2 separate regions of the Hordeum vulgare genome follow, and region 1 is linked to region 2. Evidence: chromatin contacts called from public Hi-C data. All regions are on one chromosome and are shown on one strand. Each heading gives the region's core, a stretch centred on a gene start, on an enhancer-like site or on the middle of the called end of the contact. The rest is flanking DNA. Distances are from core to core; before and after follow the strand shown. Region 1 holds the start of LOC123448823 (histone-lysine N-methyltransferase EZ1-like). Region 2 has its middle 35 kb from the start of LOC123447897.

Region 1 (6,212 bases), core at 3,478-5,977, 390 kb after region 2:
GTTCGGAGTCCCGGATGAGATCACGGACGTCACGAGGGTTTCCGGAATGGTCCGGAAACGAAGATTGATATATAGGATGACCTCATTTGGTTACCGGAAGGTTTTCGTGCATTACCGGAAAAGTTTCGGGCTCATCGGTAGTGTACCGGGAGTGCCGGGAGGGGTGCCGGGGACCATCGGGAGGGGTGTCACGCCCCAAGGGGTCTCATGGGCTATGGGAAGAGATAAACCAGCCCCTGGTGGGCTGGAATAAGTTCCCACTAAGGCCCATAAGGTTTGAGAAGGAAAAAACACAAGGTGGAAAGAGTTTCCAAGCGGGAAGGTGGAATCCTACTCCAAGTAGGATTGGAGTAGGACTCCTCCACCTCCAATTTCGGCCAAACCTTTAGGTTTTGAGGCTGCCTCCTCCCCTCCCTCCCACCTATATATACGGAGGTTTTAGGGCTGATTTGAGACGACTTTTCCACGGCAGCCCGACCACATACCTCCACAGTTTTTCCTCTAGATCGCGTTTCTGCGGAGCTCGGGCGAAGCCCTGCTGAGACAAGGTCATCACCAACCTCCGGAGCGCCGTCACGCTGCCGGAGAACTCTTCTACCTCTCCGTCTCTCTTGCTGGATCAAGAAGGCCGAGATCATCGTCGAGCTGTACGTGTGCTGAACGCGGAGGTGCCGTCCGTTCGGTACTAGATCGTGGGACTGATCGCGGGATTGTTCGCGTGGCGGATCGAGGGACGTGAGGACGTTCCACTACATCAACCGCGTTCACTAACGCTTCTGCGGTACGATCTACAAGGGTACGTAGATCACTCATCCCCTCTCGTAGATGGACATCACCATGATAGGTCTTCGTGCGCGTAGGAAATTTTTATTTCCCATGCGACGTTCCCCAACACTTTCCAGTGAGAAATGTACCATCAATTGATACAACCGGACGACAATGCTTGAATGCTTGTATAGTCTGGTCGAATGCCCAGAATAAGTGGTCCAGGATTTGCTCGTCCAGGTTCAATGGATTTGGACGTTCTTTCCGGAAAACTTGAGTCCCCCTGTTAGCAACTGAAATCTGATGCAACATTCTAGGGGCAAAAGAGTACGCCTCCTCGTAGGTTCCATACAACCTCTGAAATATCTTTTCCTTTGCATGACGAGCCTTGCTATAGCTGACAGGGAAACCAATCAGATCAGATGCAGTTGCACGCAAAGCCCTAATACTAATATTAAGACTTTGCTGCACAATGGTTTGCATCACCTGTGACACATATTCTGCAGTCACATTGCGGTGCTCTGAAAGAGTGCCGGTTTGCTCACAACCATGTTGCTCTATTTTTGTGACATGCCATGGCTGACATACCCCAGGCTTCTGGCGAGCAATAACTCTTCCGCGGCAACCCGCTTCGCGATGGATGCATATGAGCTTCAACTCCTTTTTATCAGACTGCTTCACTCTATGTTGCCTGTGTATAGCAATTGCATAGCTATGTATTGCTTGTTTAGCAGATTTCTTATCTGGGAAAATCTGTTCAACGGCCAGACTCCCCGCGTCTAGGCCAGCAACAGAGTGAAATTCATTGGTGATGCTCATAACCTGTAAAAACTCTGGGTTTAGTGCTGCAGCGACCGCCTTCTCAGGAGGAACAACTTCATCATCATCTGATTTCGAAGACGCAGAAGAATGACCATCATCGTCATCATCTAGCGCCTCCGGCAATCCCTCGACATGTTCGCTCATGTCAACGACCGCAGACCAATATCCCGTGTCATACACTTGTTGGCCACCTGTTGGTTCCGATGGGCCGGCGTCGGGGGCTACAGTTATGGCCATATGTTCGCCACCACTTGGTTCCGATGGGCCGGCGTCGGGGGCTACAGTTATGGCCAACTGGGCCTCACCGGCACTGCTACTGCACTCGGCGACATCATTGGCAGAAATGAACTCCACATAAACCATGGGTTGTCCATACATGGAGTTATTGGGATTGCTTGCAAAACCCATGTACGACGCCCATGCTCTTTCACCAGTAACCCGTCGCAGAACCCAACGATTTCCTCCCTCAACCACGAAAGCCTCCAGGGTCATTTTTTTTCCATTCATCGCTGAACCAAACACCGATCGGATGCACCTTCTAACTGCCGCATACTCTACATTAACCATGTCTTTCACTACAACCGTAGTCATCCCGCACCTAGACACATCCACACCAGAAGGACCCTCACGTACGATGTGCCCATAAAACACTAACAAATTTTCCATAGTACCTAACGAGCAGCCATATGTACATCGTTAGTCCATTAGAAATCATATTTTTATATTTACATTGTAATAACAGCATCCATTACTTATCTTTTTTACATATAACAATTTAACAACATCCATTACATCTACGCATAATAATTTATATTGTACCATTTATCGTGACACTCCATCTATAAAATAAATAGAAGATGAATTACAATATGTCATTCATACCTCTAGTTTAAATAAGGATATCGTTCCGAATATAATATATCACCAGAATAATATCAGCGAATTCCACCTATTTTCATATGAACAAAAATATTACACACATAATTATTTCCGTGCTAGCAAATGTCTAAAAATACATACTGCATGCATATATATATATCACGAGTCATATTTCTACGGGGTTGACAAATTATCACATAAACAAATATATTACACACGCGTCTTGCATGTAATAATACTAATGGAGATAACATATTATTACATGTTTTTTACAAAAATGCTAGTTACATAGGCATTTTTCCGGCTCCTTTCTAAATATCAGTTGTATGCAAACACGAACAAATCATCGGTAATATATGAACAGAGTCGATCTATTATCACATGAACACAAAGATGAACAGAGTCTCATACCTTGATCTTCAACTTAGTAGTTCATATCGCATGACAAAATAGTTCCACAAAAGTGATAATACACTCCCTAAGACAAAAGATAAACACATACTAATTAGAAACTAATCAAACAAAATAAAAACATCATGCATGCAAACACGACCAACATGAATGGAAAACTCTTACCTTGATCTATCTTTTCTTCAACTACAACGTCTTCAAAATCTAACTTTAACCGTCCTAAATCGGCACTTAAACCGTCATATGGACTAGTTCTTGAGAGAAACAGAAGAGAGTGAGAAAGAGAAGCAGTGTGGGTTCAAGCAAAGAAGAGAAACGAGTGAGAGAGGAGGCAGCGACGCAGCTCCTTTATACAGAAAATTTTGGCACTGTTTTGTCGGTGGAGAGCGGGAAAAATTTCGACGGTGCACATTGCGTGGGAATCAGCCGACAGCGTGGGAATCAGCGCTGTCAGCAGGTGGGAATTAGCGCCGTCATGCACAGAACAGGCCGCCGGCTGCCGAGGCGGCAGGGCCCGCCTGGCCGCCTCCTCTCGTGGCGGCATGTCCCACCACTGCCTAGCCGTTCCGTCGCAGAACCGCTGGAACGGAAATCCCAGCCGGCCGCCTCGCGCCATGGTGGCAGGCCCCAGCCGCCTCGGGCCGTGGCGGCAGGTGACACGCGTCGCCTGGTGCGCCTGCCGCCACGGTGGGTGGGGGTCTTTTCTGCCACTTTCGTCCACAGCTGGTCCTTTCCGACAAATGCACTCGGCAAGGGGTCCTTTTAGACAAAAATTCGTCAGCTCGCCGGCACACCGCACACATGCTCATGGACGCACGACACACATGCAAAGCCCGAAGCGTTGGAGTGAGGACTAAGGACCTGACTTGTACGCTGGACGGCCGCGACAGTGGTGACGGCGTTCGGCGAAGGAAGAACATCAGCCGTAGGGAAGTGGGTGGACGGTGGTCACGCTCGGGCGACAGCTTGGGCAGGGGCCAACACGGTGCAGATTGCGAAGAAGGAAAAGCATGCCCTCTCGGCGAGGTAGTTCACACTTGAGAGCGGCCTCGACGTTGTGGTGTAGCCGAGCACGAGCGCACAAGCTGGGCATGTCGGCGTGACTCCGATGTGTTTCTACGGTTTTCACTTGCTACCATTGGATTCATAACAAACGGCCTGCATGTATTGACGTTCCTATGCATTATTCCCTCCGTTCTTAAATACTCTCTCCGTTTTTTTTGTCTGCATATAGGTTTGGTCAAAGTCAAGCTTTGTAAAATTTGACTAACTTTATATTAAAAAATATCAACATTCACAACATGAAATCAATATTATCGGATGCACCACGAGATGTATTTTCATACTATATAATTTTAATGTAATAGATATTCATAATTTTTGATATTAATTTGGTTAAATTTTTATGTTGTTTGATTTTGACCAAATCTTATAACGGAGGGAGTAATTGTATAGTTGGGGACTCCCTAACTAGAATTATTTAGGTGTAGACGAAGTAATATCATTTACGTCAGAGGATCTCGATTAGGTACAGAAGAAGTAGTATCCTTTACGTCAGAGGATCTCCCTAGATCGATCTTCCTCCTCACCTGCCCAGCTGATTCAGATCCTGCACACCCTCACGATGGTCGCAGATTGATAGAAACTCCCGCCTGCCGGGGGAAATCCGTCGAGAGCGAGACGGCACGTACACGTACACGTAATCCGTAATCCGACGTACGAAACGCCTGGATCAGCCGCCATCACTGAGCCACTTGACGTGAGCCCACCCAGAAGCCCGTGCAGCGAGAGGCCCCCACTGACACCAGGCCCACCACCTGTCAGACATCCGGTACCCTCCGCAAAGAGGATCCTATACCCTGCCTATGCTGCTACTGCCAACTAGTACTACTGGTAGTGCAGAAGCGCAGAGCCGTCGCGTCGACAGAGGACAGAGAAGTCAGGCCTCCTCGCGTCGCGGAGCAGGAGGTGGTCGGCCTGCGGCGGCTCGCGCCATCGCCATGGCCTCCGACTCCTCCTCCCACCGGGACGGCCCCAAGGTATCCTTCGCCGTCCTTCGATTCCCCTAGCCGCCCGGTTCCCCACCTCGATCTCCCTCCCGAATCTGATCGGTTTCGATCCTTTTCCGTCCCCTTGTTTTTTTCTCGTGCTCCGCAGCGGCCGGATCAGGGGCTCGGCGTGGGCACCTCCGCGCTCATGGCGCTCCACGGGAAGCTGACGCAGATGAAGCGCCAAATCCAGCAGGCCCGCCTCGCCTCCATCAGGGTAAAGCACCGGCCGCATCTACGGAATTGCGAGTTTCGGGTCACTCAATCTGATCCTCCTGTTTTGGCAGGAGAAGCTGGAGGCAAACAGGAGGGCGCTGCAGAAGCACACCTGCGGCCTGTTCGATGTGGCCGCCAAGGCGGAGGCGGCGTCGAGGGGCTCTGAGAGCAGCAACGTGCTGTCGCAGCTCGCCGCGGACGGCCAGTCCAGGATCGTTGGGTGGAACCTAGCGAGAGGGTCGGGGGAGAGGGAGGTTGTGCACGTGCAGGAGGAGAACCTGTCCGCCGACGGGACGCTCGTGCTCTCAAGCTCCGGCAACGGCGCACAGACCATCGTTTTGCAGCTTGTGAAGCTGCCATCGGTTGATAAGATTCCTCCCTACACCACGTGGATCTTCCTGGACAAGTATAGTGTTGCTACTCTATTTGACCAGTTTGATGACTTAATACCATTATAGGTTATTCTTCAGTTCTACAGTAGCTCATATGCCATATAGAGTTCACTTGAGATATATGAGAGGATACTTCAATGTGCATGCATTTAGATGAACAACTTAGTCATGAACTCATGATAGAGTTGATTAACTTGAGATATATATCGGAGGATACTTGATTGTGCATGGTTCAGACAGACGAACAACTTAGTCATGCAAGCCATAACTAGAAAATTTTCGTTTTAGCTTCGGGAGCTGCATAAGAATTTGACAAATCATATATTTACTTACTCGAGCATGACACTTCAGATAGCGTTATTACTGATATTGCTCTGGGATTAAGTGGGGAAATTTGACTTCCGTAGTTTAAGAACATATGCAAATCCGTAAGTGATCATTCCGAAAAATATGACTATTGACATGATTGATGTGTCGTGCTACTTAGCAAAAGTTTATTAGCTGGATTCATTCTGAGTAGTTTGATTTTGTTAAATGGCTCATACGTCGGTGTAAGGACAATTCTTGCATTTCTTTTGTCTTTGATATTTATTCTTTCTGAAACAACACAGCGCAGAAACCAAAGAATGGCCGATGATCAATCAATTGCTGGTAGAAGGAGAATTTACTATGATTCAGC
Region 2 (6,909 bases), core at 2,238-4,737:
GCTGCTGTCAATATTGCTTCAGGCTGAAAACTGCACTTTCGTGAGGTGTTATTTTCACTAAGTCTGAAATAGTGCGTGAGATGCCATTTTGTGTCTTCTTTTCCTAGTGCTCCTTGCTGCCATGCTAGTTGTTGTTAGTTGTTTGTAGTGGTGCTTCTTGCCCTCTTCCGTGCCATGCCTTGCTTGAGCATCTCGGAGTTAGGTAGCCGAAGTTGTGAGGCGTAGAAATTGCTATGTGGCTGATTTTGGTAGATTGTAGTCATTTCTTGTTTTGCTCGTAGTTTTTGAACCGTAGCTCCGATTTGATCGTGTTCTACATGAAACTTGCTTAGGATCTTGTGTAGTTTCATTTTCTATTTCTGTTTGTATGTTTTGAAGTGCAAGTGACCGTCGTTGCACACATATTGCATTCATGCCATCATATCTTGCGATGCTTGTAACTTTTGATCCGTAGCTCCGTTGGAGATGTGCTTTATGTGTAGATTGCTTGCCTTGACGCGTAGAATCACGTGAACCTATTTGTTTTGCTGTTTAACAACCAATTAAATGCATTAGTTCAGATCTGGACAAAATTGGAAATTAACATGTGAGGTCGTTTCGGAGGTGCTATATGTCATTTCCGACCTCACTTAAAATGCCTAGATAGGTAGTTTAATTTCCGCTTCACCTCTTGCATGCTTGACAACATTAATATTGCCGTGTAGATAACCGGGAGTGAACTAAATAATTAACGTGGAGTTTCATCAATATGCAACTCGTGCATATTGAACTTCACTTAATGTGTAGGTGTGATTGTGTGATTTGTCATGCCGTGACTTGCATGTATTCAGTAGCTCATGCATCATATGTGTTGTGCATCGTGTGGTGAATATCGTGTGTTGATGCTTGTTTCCGGTTTCCCTGTCTCGATAGAGTTCCGCAAGCGTGTCGGATGTGAGGACCCGTTCGACTACGTCGGTTCGTCTGCTTCACGGAGACATTCTTCTTCCAAGCGGGATCTCAGGCAAGATGATCATTTCCCCAAATACCATTACTATCATTGCCATGCTAGTTTATCGCTTCTATCGTTTATGTCTCGTTGCCTACCACATGTTAAATATCAGCCTCTCAACAATGCTATGATTACCTTCAACCTGTTCGACCTAGCAAACCACTGATTGGCTATGTTACCGCTTGCTTAACCCTGTGTTAGCGTTACTAGTTGCAGGTGCAGTTGCTTCCATGTGAAACATGGGTTCCTTGTCATATCACCATATTTAAATGCTATTTAATTTAATGCACCTATATACCTGGTAAAAGGTGGAAGGCTCGGCCTTTCTAGCCTGGTGTTTTGTTCCACCTTTGCCCCCTTAGTTTTCGGCTACCGGTGTTATGTTCCATAATTGAGCGCTCCTAACACGATCGGGGTTGTTATGGGGACCCCCTTGATAATTCGTTTTAGATTAAAGCTGGTCTGGCAAGGCCCAACTTTGGTACTACATTTGCCTAATAACCTAATAATAATGCATAGGGACCCGCCGACACCCGCGGACTATTTTAATCAACCCCCGGGCCAGTGCTCCTCATGAGTGTTGGCCCCACCTGAGTGATGTCCGGCGCCCCTCTGGTCACCCGGAGGTTTAGCGATCCCGACGTCTAGCTCATCCGCCGTGTCCTGAGAACGAGGTACGCGACTCCTATCGGGATCGTCGACACGTCGGGCGGCCTTGCTGGATTAGTTTTACCTTTGACGAGATATCTTGTGCATCGGGATTCCGGTGATGCTTTGGGTAATCTCAGAGTTGAGGTTTTCCACTAGGGAATCCGACGAGATCGCGAGCTTCGTGATTGAGGATTTCTATGCGGCTTGTGGTAATTTGTGATGGACTAGTTGGAGCACCCCTGCAGGGTTAAATCTTTCGGAAAGCCGTGCCTGCGGTTATGTGGCAACGTGGAAGTTTTGTTTAACACTGGTTCTAGATAACTTAAAGTTAATCTAATTAAAATATGCCAACTGTGTGCGTAACCGTGACTGTCTCTTTCGTGAGTTTCTTCTCCGATCGAGGACACGGTGGGGTTATGTCTGACGTAGGTAGGTGTTCAGGATCATTCATTTGATCATGAGTAGTTCACGTCCGTTATGCGTAGATCTTCCCCCTCTTATTTCTTGTACTCGTAAGTTAGCCACCAAATATACGCTTAGCCGCTGCTGCAACCTCACCACTTAACCATGCCTCACCCATTAAGCTTTGCTAGTCTTGATACCTTTGGAAATGAGATTGCTGAGTCCCCTGTGGCTCACAGATTACTACAACACCAGTTGCAGGTACATGTAAAGGTTACTTGACGCGAGCGCGTTGATTGTTCATTTGGAGCTGCTTCTTCTTCTTCTTCTTCTTCTTCTTCTTCTTCATCGATCTAGGATGGGTTCCAGGCCGGCAGCCTGGGATAGCAAGGATGGACGTCGTTCTTCTTTCGTCGTTTGTTTTCGTCCGTAGTCGGACCCTGCTCTCACTCTTGATGATTATGTAATGTACTGATGTGACTCTGATGTAGCTTGTGGCGAGTGTAAGCCAACTCTTTATATATCTCTTCTTTTCAGTACATGTACTTGTAACGATATCCATTCTTGCGACACGACGAGATGCGCTTCTATCCTTGACGAGGCCCTCGTGCCAAATTAAGGATAGGGTCGCATCTTGGGTGTGACAGCGTGGGGGTGACCCCCTGTCGCAGCGAGCAACAGGGAGGAGTTCCCGTTTAGCATTGCTGTTCTAGGACGACCAGCCGCTACGTTCCATAGCAACATTTGACGGTCGTTTCAATTCTTTCTAGGCCGTCCTGCTGCGCATGCACGACGGTTTCCAGCTCGAACGCAAAGGCATTTCCTATTTGGTGCCACATGCACTAGTTAACATGCATTTTGGTTAACTCGCGCCTGTGGCTTTCTTAAATGGCCCGGCCCATCTAGGCACTGTTTGATGTTTTGTTTTGAAAATTATATGAATTTTTTTGAATATTGATGAACATTTTTAAAATTTCAGCGAATAGTTTTTAAGATTAATGAACTTTATGAATATGGATGAACTTTTTTGAATTTTGATTAACATCCTTTTGAAAAAGGATGATTTTTTTAAATATTTATGATCTTTTTTTAAATACATTAACTTTGTTTAATTTTATTGAAATTTTTACATATTTATTAAATTTTTATAATTTAATGAAATTTTCCAATATTGGATAAACTATTTTTTTCATTTTCATATTTCTTTCAAAGTGATGAACTCTTTTTTAACTTTATGAACCTTTTTTAAAGATATGAACTTTTCTTCAATTGCATGAAGCTTTTTACTTTAAATCTGTAAACCTTTTTTGATTTCATATTTTTATTTTTGTAACGAACAAAAATCAAAATAACAAAAACAGGGCAGCACTCTAATGGGTCGGCCCATGCTAGCAGTGCTGTACGCGTCGGATCGTTAACATGCTCGTGCAGCGCTGCATAGGTGCTCCCGAACGCAAACCCTATCGCCCACGACACTTCCTATTTCGTGTTGCTGGCGCTAGTTAACGGGTGCTTCTATACCGTGCTGCAAGCGTTCGTTCCCGCTCTTGGCGCTTGCAGCGCCCCATGCTGGATCGGCTCAATAAGAAGGTGGCCGCTCGATCCCATACACCAATCGCTGAATTTCTAAAAGATAAAATAGTCGCGGTTGAGTGGTTGACCAATTGGTCAACCATTTCCTTCCGAATTATTATTTCAAAATCATTATAGTAAAAAATGTTCATCATCTACAAACAACATCTAGAATTTGAAATTAGTTCACAAAAATATGAAAAATTCGTCCAATCTTTAAAAAAAACTATGAAAATATGAAAAAATGTTCATTAATTTTGACAAAAGTAAAAAAAAAAAGTTTTTCAAATTTTCAAAATAGTCACCAAAATTGACAAAAAGTCATTGAATTTTCAAAAGTTCATCAAATTTGGAAAAAAGTCGTAAGTTTGAAAAATGTTCATAAAATTTGAAAAAAGGTTCATTGAATTTAAAAAGAAATTTCAATTTTTTTTCAAAAGTTCACTAAATTTGAAATCAATTCTTAACAAATCAAAATAAATCTTGTATGTTTTAAAAAAGTTTGTTGAATTGGAAAAAAGTTCACAAATCTCAAATAAGTTCGTCAATTTTGAAAACAGTTCATCCATTTCAAAAAACAATTCAGCAAATTTCAAGAAAATTCATCAAATCTAAAAAAAAGTTCATAGATATTTTAAAAAATTAATAGAATTTTAATAAAGCCTTCGTAAAAATTTGAAAAAGGTTCATTGATTTGGAATTTTTTTTGTCCTTTTGAAAAAAAGTTCATAAAAAGAAGGCTGCGCTTTTTCAAAAAATGAAAAATTATATAAAAATAAAATGGAAATGAAGTAGTAATAAAAAGAGGAAAGAAAAGAAACAATAAAATAAAAAAGAGAAAAACCAAAGAAAAACAGGAAAAACCTCCTTTCCGTTGGAAGCTTCCACAAGTTTCACAAAAGCAGAAAAACATCTCTCAACGTGTATTTTGTTAACTGAAGTGTTTTTAAATGGACCAACCCATCTAACGTGGTCTTTCCTGTGTTCTTAGTCTGCATAAAAACAAGCTGTTTGAAGAATCGAGCCAGCGAGCTTCCGAGTCAAGGCAATCTGGTATAACCATCAAGGCACAGAGCAGGAGATGGCAAATTTCAATTTTTCTCTCTTTAATATTTATTTTTCCTCTTTCCTTTTTATGTTTTCCTTTTCCCCCTTTTTCATTTTCTATTTTCTCTTCTTTCGGGTGGATAATTTATTTAGCAAATACGTGAAATTTTATGCAAATAGATGATTTTTTTTATATTCGATGAACTTTTTTCAAGTAGATGAACTTTTTTTCAAATTCAATGAACTTTTTTAAATGTGATGCAGTTTTTTCATATTTGATGAACTTTTTTCAAAATTGATCAAATATTTTTCAAAGTCGATGAACCTTTTCCAGAATGGACAAACATTTTTGAGAATCAATGAACTTTATTAGAAATTGATGATCTTTTTTAAAAAATCGATAAACTTTTTTTAGAATCGATGAACTTTTTTAGAAAATCGATGACCCTTTTTAAAATAGGTGAGCTTTTTTCTTAAATCTGTGAAACCTTTTTTGATCTCACATTTTATAAGAAATAGGAAAACTGGGACATTTTTTCCCACTGGATCAATAGAAAAAAAGGAAAAAACAATTGGCTCTTAGCGTGATCGAGCGAAGCGAGCGACTGACTCAGTTTCGTTTTCTCGCGCGAGCGAGTGCACTCGTGGACCAGCCCATGCCAGCGACGCTGCACGCGCCAGCTTGATAACGGACGCGTACGCCACTGCATAGGAGGTCCCATCGCCTACTGCTGCTCCATCTTCATCTCCTTTACTTTCTCACACATCAAACATGGGACACTTTAAAAAACATGAGACACTTCTAGTAATCTCTAGTGGCACTGCCTTGGGGACTTTAACAAGGTACCAGGCCCGGGCCTGGGCATGTGCAGACGGTGCCAGCCGCAGAGGGCCCCAAATCTGAAGGGCCCCCGCATACGTATATATATATATATACTGCTTAGTCAGTCGATGATTCCAACTGAAGATGTTCGTCAAAACAGAAACATGTCGGACAATGACAAGTATCAGCTGTGCGGGATGCAAGATGCATGGAGACACTCGCTTATAGAATGCTCGGTTGCAAGGTGTGTCTGGGCTCTCGAGGATGAAGATATTGCAGATTATATCCACACAGCTACACAGCCTAGAGCAAAGGAGTGGTTGTTTGCAGCGATTGAGGATTTGCCTCATGCTAGGCTAACCAAACTGTGGTTACTTTGTGGGCTATTTGGTCTGCTCGTCGTAAATCTATCCACGAAGAAATTTTGCAGAGCCCCCATGCAACTAATGCTTTTGTAACCAACTATATTGCTGAACTTGCAAGCATGAAAGAAAAAGAGACAGGAGGAACTTGTTCTACCGCGAGTGCCCTAGGATCCAGCCCACTTGGTGGATTGCTCCTGCCCAAGGAGTAGCCAAGATTCAGGTTGATGGGGGTATCTCCAGGAATGGTAGTAAGGGTGCAGCGGCAACCATTTGCCGTGATCACATGGGACATTTCTTGGGTTCTTCAGCACTGGTTTTCACTGGAGTCACGGGTCCTGTCATGGTTTTGTCACGGCAGATGTTCTCGTGAGAGAACTTAGGTGTGAGGCCATCGCAACCATGCGGCGGCTTGAAGGGGTTGGTCGGAATCGAGAGACGCGAGTTTACCCAGGTTCGGCCCCTCCGATGGAGGTAAAAGCCTATGTCCTGCTTGTGTTTCATTGATGAAGACGATGATCTCGATTACAAGGGTGCAGACTCGCCACCTCTAATCTCGTGGTGTCTAATCTGTCTATCTCATGATTTGTCTTGTCTAGACCTAAGTTGTGAATCTTGTCCCTCTTAGGGCGCCTTACCCCTCCTTATATAGGTGGAAGGGGTAGGTTTACATGTAGAGTCCTACTAGGAGTAGGAATAGGACCAGTCTCTCTTGAATCCTAATCCGGGTCTTGTTTCCTTTTTGTGGGAGTCTTTCCTCTTCTTGGGCCTTCTCTTGTGAGTCGGCCCTCCTGGCCTCTCTATGAGTTGCCTTATGCCAGGGTGCACGCTGGGCCTTGGGCCTTCATCATTTATCTAAGTCATCTATGGGGACAAGTATGAGTCGCTCACCAGGTCACTGCTGAGTCGCCGGTGAGTCGCCAAGTCCTTTGGCGGGTCATACTCCAAGCCGGGTTACACTGCGGGATATATCCCCGACATTAGCCCCCAAGGTTAGCTTGAATTTATTCATGGTAAGCTCCTGAAATAAGAATAATAAATAAGTTAAGGGACCGGCTTGC

The links. A called contact is a pair of places that touch in the nucleus more often than the background predicts.
Region 1: a Hi-C map of leaf shows a contact between it and region 2, with 6 times the contacts expected there. The contact joins the promoter of LOC123448823 here to the enhancer-like site in region 2. A contact is called at or near these places in 4 of 6 Hi-C or Micro-C datasets (leaf and seedling) and 1 of 1 datasets of contacts at active chromatin or transcription factors (embryo).

The regions. Positions count from the first base shown.
Region 1 is chr4H:428,766,364-428,772,575 of MorexV3_pseudomolecules_assembly, forward strand. LOC123448823 (histone-lysine N-methyltransferase EZ1-like) reads left to right here and starts at 4,728. Exons shown (of 17, transcript XM_045125843.1): 1 at 4,728-4,916; 2 at 5,035-5,142; 3 at 5,213-5,547; 4 at 6,150-6,212. The coding sequence starts at 4,743.
Region 2 is chr4H:428,372,609-428,379,517 of MorexV3_pseudomolecules_assembly, forward strand. No RefSeq gene overlaps it. Among protein-coding and RNA genes, the nearest start is that of LOC123447897, 35 kb to the right of the region's middle. Within about 2 kb of position 3,488, at least 2 of the 3 cell types and tissues checked have open chromatin away from gene starts, as enhancers often do. A contact at or near this core is called in leaf, where this site is marked.